Regions from separate parts of the Mus musculus genome. Here region 2 is linked to region 1. The links are chromatin contacts, called in public promoter capture Hi-C maps. All regions are on one chromosome and are shown on one strand. The core of a region is the stretch at or near the end of the contact, and the rest is flanking DNA. Distances in the headings are between cores, read along the strand shown. Region 1 overlaps 4930523C07Rik (RIKEN cDNA 4930523C07 gene). Region 2 has its middle 22 kb from the start of Cacybp.

The links. Capture Hi-C pulls out chosen DNA fragments and counts their contacts.
Region 2: a promoter capture Hi-C map of adipose tissue shows a contact between it and region 1. The contact joins two enhancer-like sites. A contact is called at or near these places in 2 of 9 other capture datasets (adipose tissue and liver).

The regions. Positions count from the first base shown.
Region 1 is chr1:160,058,236-160,063,518 of GRCm38.p6, reverse strand. The region is part of intron 1 of 4930523C07Rik (RIKEN cDNA 4930523C07 gene); the gene reads right to left. Among named protein-coding and RNA genes, the nearest start is that of 4930523C07Rik, 16 kb to the right of the region's middle. Within about 2 kb of position 2,813, at least 85 of the 459 cell types and tissues checked have an H3K27ac peak or open chromatin away from gene starts, as enhancers often do. A contact at or near this core is called in adipose tissue, where this site is marked.
Region 2 is chr1:160,231,972-160,237,254 of GRCm38.p6, reverse strand. It overlaps a transcript of Rabgap1l not described here. Among named protein-coding and RNA genes, the nearest start is that of Cacybp, 22 kb to the right of the region's middle. Within about 2 kb of position 3,259, at least 110 of the 459 cell types and tissues checked have an H3K27ac peak or open chromatin away from gene starts, as enhancers often do. A contact at or near this core is called in adipose tissue, where this site is marked.

The DNA.
Region 1 (5,283 bases), core at 1,564-4,063:
TCAAAGAGAGCACTGGCAAATGTCTTAGGACCTCAGGAGAATAGGTGATCTGTAGAATCAGATGCCACCATTTGTTGAGTTCTTACTAAGTGTACAGCTCTCTCCTCCCTATCTTTCTGTGTATGTGTTATCAAGCCTTTATATTAAGGTTTAATTCAATAACTCAAGTTAATCATTTTTATTTCCATCAAGGGAACTGAGGCCATCAGAGATTAAGAAATAGGTCCAAAGCCTTGGAGCTACCAAAGGGCAAAATGAGTTTCAATCTAATCCCAGCAGAAGGCAAAGGTTCGTCTGTAGCTCCTCTGTTCTGTGATCACCATTCTCAGGAGACCAAGGACTTCAGTTTCTGGGCCTGTTTTGTTCGGATGATGGGTTCCCACCCAATAATTCCCTGGAATATGTGAGAACTCCTGCATGTGCCACATCCTGTGGAAAACTCCTGATGATATGTATGTTGTGATTTTTATTTTATTTTTATTTATTTCTTTTTGGTTTTTCGACTCAGGGTTTCTCTGTGTAGTCCTGGCTGTCCTGGAACTCACTCTGTAGACCAGGCTGTCCTCGAACTCAGAAATCTGCCTGCCTTTGCCTCCCAAGTGCTGGGATTAAAGGCGTGCGCCACCACTGCCTGGCTATGTTGTGATTTTTAAAGAGTTCACACTTTCTTTTTTTTTTCTTTTTTTTCAGATTGTCACTAACTTTTATTTCCAAAGTTATTTAGAAAATGAATAATTACAACATAAGCAATATTTCGTACATGCACATGCAACTATTTTGTAAGAGTGAGATATGTATCCTTTTATATCTAAGTATGAATTGAAAATATCTAGGCAGTCAGTTTCTTCTGTACCATAGACTGGGTTGTAACCTGTGATTCTTATGCCTCAGCCTCTTGGTTATAGGAATTACTGCATATATACGGCCACTAACCATACAGAATTTTCATATAAAATGTTTGACTGTGCAACTGGCTGTAAAGAAGATACAGAACACCCATTAGATTATTCGAGAAGTCTTCAAAACTTAAAAACACAGAGTAAGCGAGGAACAATGCAGTAGCAAATAGAATTTGGGATATTGATGGTTGCAGAGCAAGGATTTGCTTCCCACTTTCTAGTTCCTAGCAATGAAGTTTGCAGTCAGGGAAAGGAGGAAGAATTCTATTTTTTCACACAATTGCTTAGGGACCCATGTTAGTAGAAGACTCATGATACCACAATGTACTCTCTGGGTCAGGGTAGGGGTTGGATATTTTTAATCATGTATTTGTGCGTTTGCCTACTCTTCTATGTGCTGTGCACTTGCAGTGCCCACAGAGGCCAGAAGAGGGCATCGGATCCCCTAGAATAGGAGTCACAGGTGGCTGTGAGCCTCCTGAGGTAGGTGCTAAGAACTGAATTTAGGTTCTGTCTCCTCAAGATAAGGGGGCACTCTTTAGCTCTGCACCATCTCTTTAGCCCTAAACTATACATCAGTAGGGGGGACCTGGATTTGAGCCAGGGCCTTTCTAATGTTCTATACCTCCTGAGGGCTTGGATTTTAACAAGACCACACATGGCAGGAGGGAAGTTCAATCCAACACCACATATGTCAGAAGACAACAGTTCTCCAAGGCATGAGACTCCATGATAGGCATAATGTCCACTTGCATTTCAAGAGTTGTACCCAGCACACTTACGTCTTAATATGAAGATGACTAATCACATTTCCTTTTCTCTTATATAAAATCCTCAATTTTTAGCTAAGTTTAATATTGAGCTGTACTAATTTCTCATGAAGGCACAGTCTGTGGAGCTTTAAAAAGGCCAGAGTTCTCTCTGATACCCGTTTCATCTATTCCTGTTCACTACCTGGTCCCTGGAGGCATTTAGAGCCTGCAACCTGAATTCTAAAATTCCTGGAGTAGGAATGACACTGCATGTTCTCTTTGCTATCATCTCTGTACAGAGAACCACACAGCAGCGGGGAAATACAGATGAGGACAAAAGGCCAGCCAGTCTTACAGCAGGCACCTCCTCATTGGCTGTGCTTGGTCTCTGGTTGATCAGTCGAATGATAAAGCTGAGGGAGGTTTACAGAAGACTTAGCACATATGGAGATATCCCCAGGCTCTGTGCAGAATGCTGGTAGCGCGGCAAAGTAGAGAGAATGCTAAGCTAGGAGCCAGAGGAACCAGGTCTACTTCCAGTTCAGTTGTCCTCATGTCTTTGACCCTGGACAACATCAGCTAAGCTTTCTGGAGCCCCGAAGGGCAAAGTGAGGTTTCAATCTAATCCCAGCCTCTCCCTTGTCTGAGAAATGAGATTATTACCTGCCCTGGATATTCCTCAAAACTCTTGTGAAGAACAAAAAAGACATGAAAGAGAACACCAAGGGAGGGGGAGGGACCCATAATCTAAATGTCACAAAATGGAATTTTAAGGAACTGCATTTAAAAGATGGAATTAAATGTAGAATTAGAACCCTAAGTAGGGTAGGGATTCCCCCCCCCCCGCACCCCCTCCCAGGTCTCTATGAATCCCAGTCATCAGGAGCTGTGCTTCCAAGGTCGAGGGTCCATGAGTGCACACGGGTACCACTCATACTTTTCTGTACATCCAATCTGATCACATCCTTGTTTGAGTCCTCCAAAAATCTGTAGTCATGGTTACAGCGAAAGACCTCAGTCACTCAGCTCTCATTTTTATGATTCACAAGTGTTTTGGTGAAAGTTTGGAGCCAGTTTTTGTGGGTGTGGTAAAGTAGCTAGGTGAGGTTTTATTTTTGGAAGGCTCAAGCCTCTGAGGTCATCTGTGAGTTAGGAGTGGCTAGGGGCGGGATGGTGCTGTTTTCTGTTCCATAAATAAAGGGAGAGAGCTCAGCTCCTGGGCGACTCCAGCCACTGCTGCTTAAGTCTTCCAACGTCATATCCTTTAGGAGGAAAGAGTGCTTTTTGAAAAAGCAAGTGGATGACCAAATATGTACGCGATTCAAGGACTCCTGCACAGGTGGCAATTAGAAGATAGACCTTACATTAAAAAGTTACATAATTCTTCTTAATTCCAGAGTATTTAGAGTTCTGCAAACGGCTGCACTTACAGAATGACAGAATGATTTCTTTATCTCTGTGGTGATGGGGGAAGGGCTTACAGGCTGGAAACTAATGGTGTGGCAAAAATGTACAATTATGTGACTTGAAAGCAGTACAGATAGGGTTCTATTTTCCTTCCCATTTCCTCCCTTCATTTAATGTTAACGGAAGTTCAAGGCAATTAAAAGTCAAATGCTACCTTATTACAGTGTCAAGGCTTAAAATGTCCAAATCTGGGGGAATGAGCAGAGAGATTGCCATTTCAATAACAACTCATCCCTGTGGAATGTGTAGCATAGGATGATGTTTCTGAGTCACCAGGCTTTGGGTCATAGCCTGGGGCTGTGTCCTCACCTGTCCTCTGCATGGGTGTAAATTTTTGTTTCTAACAGCACATGGAGACCTCTTCCTTTTGATCATCTTAGTAATAGTTGATAAATGCAAATGAACATATATTATTGACCTAAGATATTGAATACCACCAAGTGTCAGATGAAAAGCATCTTTTGAAAAAAAAAAAAGCATCTTTTGCCCTACCTTTCTGGGATCCTTTCTTCCAAAGATGTAACATTTCTTTAGTCTCAAATGTAGCTGACTCCTTGTTAACTCTACCAGTTTAACCCCTTCCCTGATCTACTCTGTATACCAAACGTATGCCTCCTCATGTCCGAAATGCCTTTTCCAAAGGCGAAGACAGTTACAGGAGTCCTCCTTCACCTAAGGCCCCACTTTTCTCAGCTCTAATACCCTGCCATCAAAAAACATTAGTGAGAAAATTCCAGAAATACACAATTTACAATTTAAACTGTATGCCATTCTGAGGATTATCATGACAGCTTGCACTGGCCAGGTTGTACTACTCAGGATATGAACACTGTATATGCTACCCATATGTTACTCCCTTGGTAGCTTCCTGGGTTACAAGATTGACTGCCTAGGTATGGTGATAGTATGTTCAAATAACATTCACTTAGTAATAGACTTATATAATGAAGTCCTTGATGCTTGCCATCTTACTATAGTATATATTAAACTATTTTGGTATATTATGATTACTTTACTTTATTATTTTTACTGTCCATGTTTTACCACAAGAAATTTATAAACTAGAATTGACTGCAGGTATAGATAGACAGAAGATAGATTAAAAACAGGCTCACACACTCCTCCTTACCTTCATCTCCTCACCTACCACTTGTTCCAGATGTTTTAGATGGTGCAGGAGGCTAGGGACCTCAGATCTTACTATCCCTGGACGTTCTGTGGTGTGGCCACAAGGGTGACCTTTCTGGAGGCTGTGTATCAGCCTTTAGATTTTTATCTTTCTTTGGCACTCAGAAGCATAGCTCGTTAGATCAGCTGTCATGCCATTGGGTCTTGAAGGAATGGGAGGAACACAGGAACATCTGACAGAGGAGACCAGCAGGAACTGTGGGTCTGTTCCTCCTGTGAGAAGGCAGGAGTGGCTCCTGGGGATGAGGCTTGGTTTAGAGCAGCAAGGGAGGGAAATATTTTGTAGTGCTGACCCAGGTGAGCAGTAATCTCCACGTGGGAGGTCTGTGGGGTCCAGGTCTTCAGCTTAGGTTTTGATTTTTCCCTGGTTTCATTAACTTATATTCTTGTGAAGTTTTATGAGTCAAAAATCAAAATCCACCTAATGGACAGTTTAGGAGCCACAAACTCACAGACTGATGCATGAAGAGGCGGTGTGACTTACTAAGTATGTGTTGTGAGACAATCACTAGTTGCTCTGGGCCTTGGTTTCTTTATCTCCAGCAAGGGGATAATCTAGAAGAATACACTCGGAAGTCAGAGTAGGCACTGTTTCTTTAGAAGATGACTGGTGACATGGGCTGATTTTCATCTTAATCCTTTGGAGCAGGTCTAACAATACTAGATGATATTTGTGTACTAAAGACAGACACACTATCAGCTGGATGTGAAGACCTTTTCACAAGGTCCTTCAGGTGAAGCAGGTAATTCATATGAAATACACCTCAACTTCTAAATATCGAGTCATCTGGTAGATGACGGCACATGACAAACTACAGTTGCGGCAATAAGGACAATAGCAACAACAATAACAGCAGCAACAACAGGAACAGCAGCAGCAGCAGCAACAACAAAAACAATAACAGCAACAACAACAGCATCAGCAACAGCATCAGCAGCAACAATACAACAGCAACAGCAGCAACAACAGCAGCAGC
Region 2 (5,283 bases), core at 2,010-4,509, 170 kb before region 1:
CCCCTGCAATAGCGGCAGCCATGGGACTGTAGACACGAAGACCAAAGTATAGCATTAACAGTAGCACACTTAAAACACAATATCACCCTAGCACTTTGTTGTAGACTTACAATGATGCCAGCTTCTGAACTGACACTCAGCAGTACAATTATCAAGCACTTGGAAAGCAGAAGCACATTTATTATAGGGCCCCTTGTATGTCCTCCACTTTATAGAAAAGAAAGCCTTCTTCATCTCCGTAAGTGGTAGGCTTTAAACTATGAAGATCAAGAAAACTTGAATATAGATATTTATGGACATTGATTAACATTTTGATTGAAGGTCTAGAGACATGGCTCAGCAGATAAGAGCACTTGCTGCTCTTACAGAGGACCAGAGTTCCCAGCATCCAAAGGGAGATTTACAACCAGCTGCAACTCTTAAGTCTAGGGACTCCAACACCCTCTCCTGACCTTTGCTGGCACACATGCATACGTACCCACATACACAAATTTAAAAATCATAAAAAAAATACCAAGTTTGACTGGCCTTATTTTTTTTTTAAGCTAAAAGAAGTCTTCAGGAAACAGTTAGAAAAGGCAGAATATGAGATAAAGAAGACAACAGCTATCATTGCTGAGTATAAACAGGTAATGTGACACTGTGGGCTTTTAATTTTTTTCTATAAAAGCAATTACTTTTACTTATGGTATTTTGTTTGTTTGTGTTTTCAGAGATGATTTCTAGATTTATGAAGAACAGCGTCTTACTTATTCTCTACTCTGGAATAGGCAGATAACTTGTCACTTAGTTGACGAGTACACACTGTTGGGGTATTTTAGCGTTGTGCAGCTCCTATGGGATTGGAAACAGTCCCATTGAGACTCTTTTCTAGTAGGTCACTCTGCTAACATTTGCCTCTTTTCAGAGCCTAGACACGATATTGAATGGGCAGTGGCTAGGGGAGAATGTTTTGATCAGCTCTCATGGTCCCCCAAGGCTGGTTATGTAGACTTGCCCACTGCAAACCAGTACTGGCCAAAAATTGTCTGTGGATTTTTTTTTTTTTTTTTTTTTTGGTTTTTCGAGACAGGGTTTCTCTGTGTAGCCCTGGCTGTCCTGGAACTCACTCTGTAGACCAGGCTGGCCTCAAACACAGAAATCCGCCTGCCTCTGCCTCCCGAGTGCTGGGATTAAAGGCGTGCGCCACCACGCCTGGCTGTCTGTGGACTTTAGAATGCTTCTTTACTAGAGAGCTGTCTGCACCTGAAGGTGTTCCTAGCTCCATCAGCAGGGTGGTCCTAGAAAGCCTTCACTCCAGGTCCTGCTCTGTCCTCTGTCTTCGTGTCCTTCTTGTTGGTAGCTGGAGATGGCAAGGACCCCTCATCCTAAGAAGACTCTGAGTGGAATACTTATTTATGTTCTAGGCTTTCAGAATTGACAGTGCTATGTGCTATTTTCTGATCAGAGAGTTTCCTTGGAACATCAACATCAGCGTAGAAAGGACATTGGCATCTCACATGTGCATGTTTTATAAAGTGTTTTTATGCATACAAGTGAAATGTTTTGTAAAAAATTGGTTACATGCAGAAAAATATAAAACAAACCTCCCTTAATTATACTAACTAGAGATAAGGATTGTATTGTGTTTACATCGTTATATAAACAAATACTATATAAATAAAATTTAAAAGGGATAAATTGTGTAATTTCTATTTTTTTTTAGGAAGGTCTTAGTCCATTTATACATTAGGAACATCTTTTCATAAAACTATCTCAAGGCTGAGGCTGTAGATCCATGGTAATAAATGTATAAATGTAACACACATAAATATACACATATTTACATAGACATGCATACACATACATGCATATGCACATACACAATACACACATGTGTACATACACACACGTGTACATACATACATACATGATGTGTGTATGTGTGTGTAAATATCCCTCCTGTTCATTCAGTGTGTATTCAAAATGAGGTTTCAGAGCTGCCTTCCACCTTTTGTGATAGCATTGTGTTTATTTAATGCTTTCTGGTGGTGAAGCTTGATTGATACTTCATGGGAATCATAAAATGAATTGGTCTACTTTTTCTCCTCTAGAAAGTATTTTTTGTTGTGTTTTTAAAAATATTTTTGTTGTTGTTTTGAGGCGCCTGAAACCCTTAATTCTGCCTCAGCTCTCTAGTGCTAGCATTAGAAATGCTTGCTTTCACACCACCCTCTAGCTGCTTTTAGGATGGAGAGGGGGTAATTCCTGTACATAGACATAAGGAACTATTGCAGAATATTTCATTACACTGTGAACCTGTGATTGTGTTACTTATTGGAAAAAAAAAAAAAACCACTGTTTTTAGTTGTGGTGTGGCTCAGCCCTTAGCATACACCTTTAATCCCAAACAGTGATGATAAAGTTAGTTTGTAGAAGGAAGCACCCATGTTTGAAAAATGATCTCTAGTTGAGTGGCAGACAAAGTGACAAATCAGAGAAAGATTTGACAGAATAGGCTATGCCCAGCTCTCAGGAGGGAGAGGAAAGGGAAGCTATGTAAAAGAGCAGTCCAGAGAGAGAAAGGACAGTAGGAGGTAATTTTACAGGGAGAGTTTTAGAGACAATTGAAGAGACACACATGAAGACAGGAGAAGCCAAAAGATTAGAACAGATTGCTAATGTTAGTTTGAGACCAAGCAGAGCGATTCATTCAGGAGAAGCAGAGGGGGAGGAGGGAGATTGAATCAGTCAGCTTGGAGAGGAGTTTAAGCCAGAGTTGAACCAACCGGCCAGAGTTCAGAAAGAAGTAGGAAAGGGTGAGCTTATTTAGCAGTAAGTATCCAAGGCTGAAACATTCTAAACCTAGATTAGATTGCTTAGAGGCTAGAAGCTTTCAGGATAGGCCCTAATTAGCAGACTGAAGCAGTAAGCCTCTGAGACAGTTATTTCAGCAGAATAAAAGATACTTTTACAAGGGACCCAGGAAGTATCCCTTGTCTGTCAGTGTGTGTGCTCCCAGAGCAAGTGCAGGAAACCTTCTAGGAACATGTTATGGTTTGACTTGTACTTTGAAGGCTGGGCAAGGCAGAGTGTGGATTTGGAGGAAAGCCAGATGGAAAATGGTGGAAAGAGGGATGAGTGAGCAGAAAAGTATTTCATTTGGCAAGAGATTCAAATGCAGAAGTGAAACAAAAACCCCCAGGGGCCCAGGCTGTCCTGGGCTGAAGAGTTGGGGTTTATATTGTGTTTGAAACAGGATGTTTTGAGTAGAAGTAGCTGCTGGTGGATGTGCTATTGGCACTGTTTAGATGTTGTGAGGAATATGGAGCCAGTGGCAGAGGTCCCCAGACAGGAACACAGATCAGACTAAAAATGAGAAGAAGTAGATTCTAAAGCCAAAATAGTAATAGTTAAAACAGAAGAGACATGGGGTTTGCTTTGGGTTGGTTGGTTGGTTTTGCTAGAAAGGGCAAAACTAATTCTGAGATGTTTGTGGGGTAATTAGATGGAAATCAGCTCAGGGAACATAAAGACTGTGAGCCCTTGTAACCTGTCATTACATGCAAATACATTTTTTTAATTTATTTTTTTATTAGGTATTTTCCTCGTTTACATTTTCAATGCTATCCCAAAGGTCCCCCATACCCCCCCATCCCCTACCCACCCACTCCCCCTTTTTGGCCCTGGCGTTCCCCTGTACTGGGGCATATAAAGTTTGCAAGTCCAATGGGCCTCTCTTTGCAGTGATGGCCGACGAGGCCATCTTTTGATACATATGCAGCTAAAGACAAGAGTTCCCGGGTACTGGTTAGTTCATATTGTTGTTCCACCTATAGGGTTTCAGTTCCCTTTAGCTCCCTGGGTAATTTCTCTAGCTCCTGCATTGGAGGCCGTGTGACCCATCCAGTAGCTGACTGTGATCATCCACTTCTGTGTTTGCTAGGCCCCGGCATAGTCTCACAAAAGCAAGTTATATCTGGGTCCTTTCAGCAAAATCTTGCTAGTGTATGCAATGGTGTCAGCATTTGGAAGCTGATTATGGGATGGATCCCTGCATATGGCAATCACTAGATGGTCCATCCTTTCATCACAGCTCCAAATTTTGTCTCTGTAACTCCTTCCATGGGTGTTTTGTTCCCATTTCTAAGAAAGGGTAAAGTGTCCACACTTTGGTCTTCGTTCTTCTGACAAATACATTTTAATTGACACATTTTGCAATAGGTGGCCAGTGTATTCCAGGTGCACAGCCACACTAGGCTTTGAACATAGGCTTTGAACTCAGGTCCTTGACGCTTGCTCAGCAATCCCTACTATGGACTGAACATCTCTGCAGCCCTTAATTTCTTTGATATATTAACTACAAGTTTTTATTTTATTTTTTATTTTTTTTTGGCAGGGCTAGAGAGAAGGCTCGTCAGTTAGAAATAGTTGTTGCTCTTACAAAAAAGACCCGGGTTCTCTTGCCAGTGCCCACATGGTGGCTCACAGACATCTGTGATCCAGCTCTCTGGGATCCAATGCTTTTTTTTTTTTTTTTTTTAGTTCTGTGGACACCAGGCACACATGTGGCACACACATACACCCAGGCAAATGTGCACATACATAAAATAAATAAATCTAGGTGGGTTATACATGTCACGAGTCCAGTGTATACTTTGAAATTTGACAACTCTTACTTTTCATTCATGTGTCTATTTTGTTTCATATGTTTAAGATTTATTTTCATTCATTTTTGTAAAAGAAAAGATTCTTATTTCAGACAATAGATTTAACATTCTACTTTTTAAATATTTTCACCCCAGAAAGCATTTCTTTTGACTTGTTTCAGTACTTACCAACACCTTATGTCAGAATCAATCATTAAATAGGTTTTTATTAAACATGTGTTTCCTACTGGCCAGGTGCTGTTCAGTTCTGCACCCTGCACACCTATTGTGTTCATTTGATTACTGTAGCCTAGCACTGCTTAGTCATGAAGGAACTGAAGCACTTTATTCACTATGATACTTAAGGAAACTTTTGTGATTGAAAAGAGAAATTCTATGGCCCAGCGGGAATTGTTGCTAGTTTATAATTCTTTGTACTGAATTCATAGTATGAAGTAGCTCTCAATAGAGATTTAATAGGTGGTTCCGCGGAGAGGCTCTGAATTCATTATTGCTAGCCACAGAAAGCTGGTGACAGCAAGAACCCACTTCTGTGCTGAATGTCTCTCCTGATTAGGTCAGGCTTCCCACACGGAGCTTGCAGGCCTTCTCCTCATTTCAGAAATGACTGTTTGCAGTGCTGCTCACTTGCAAA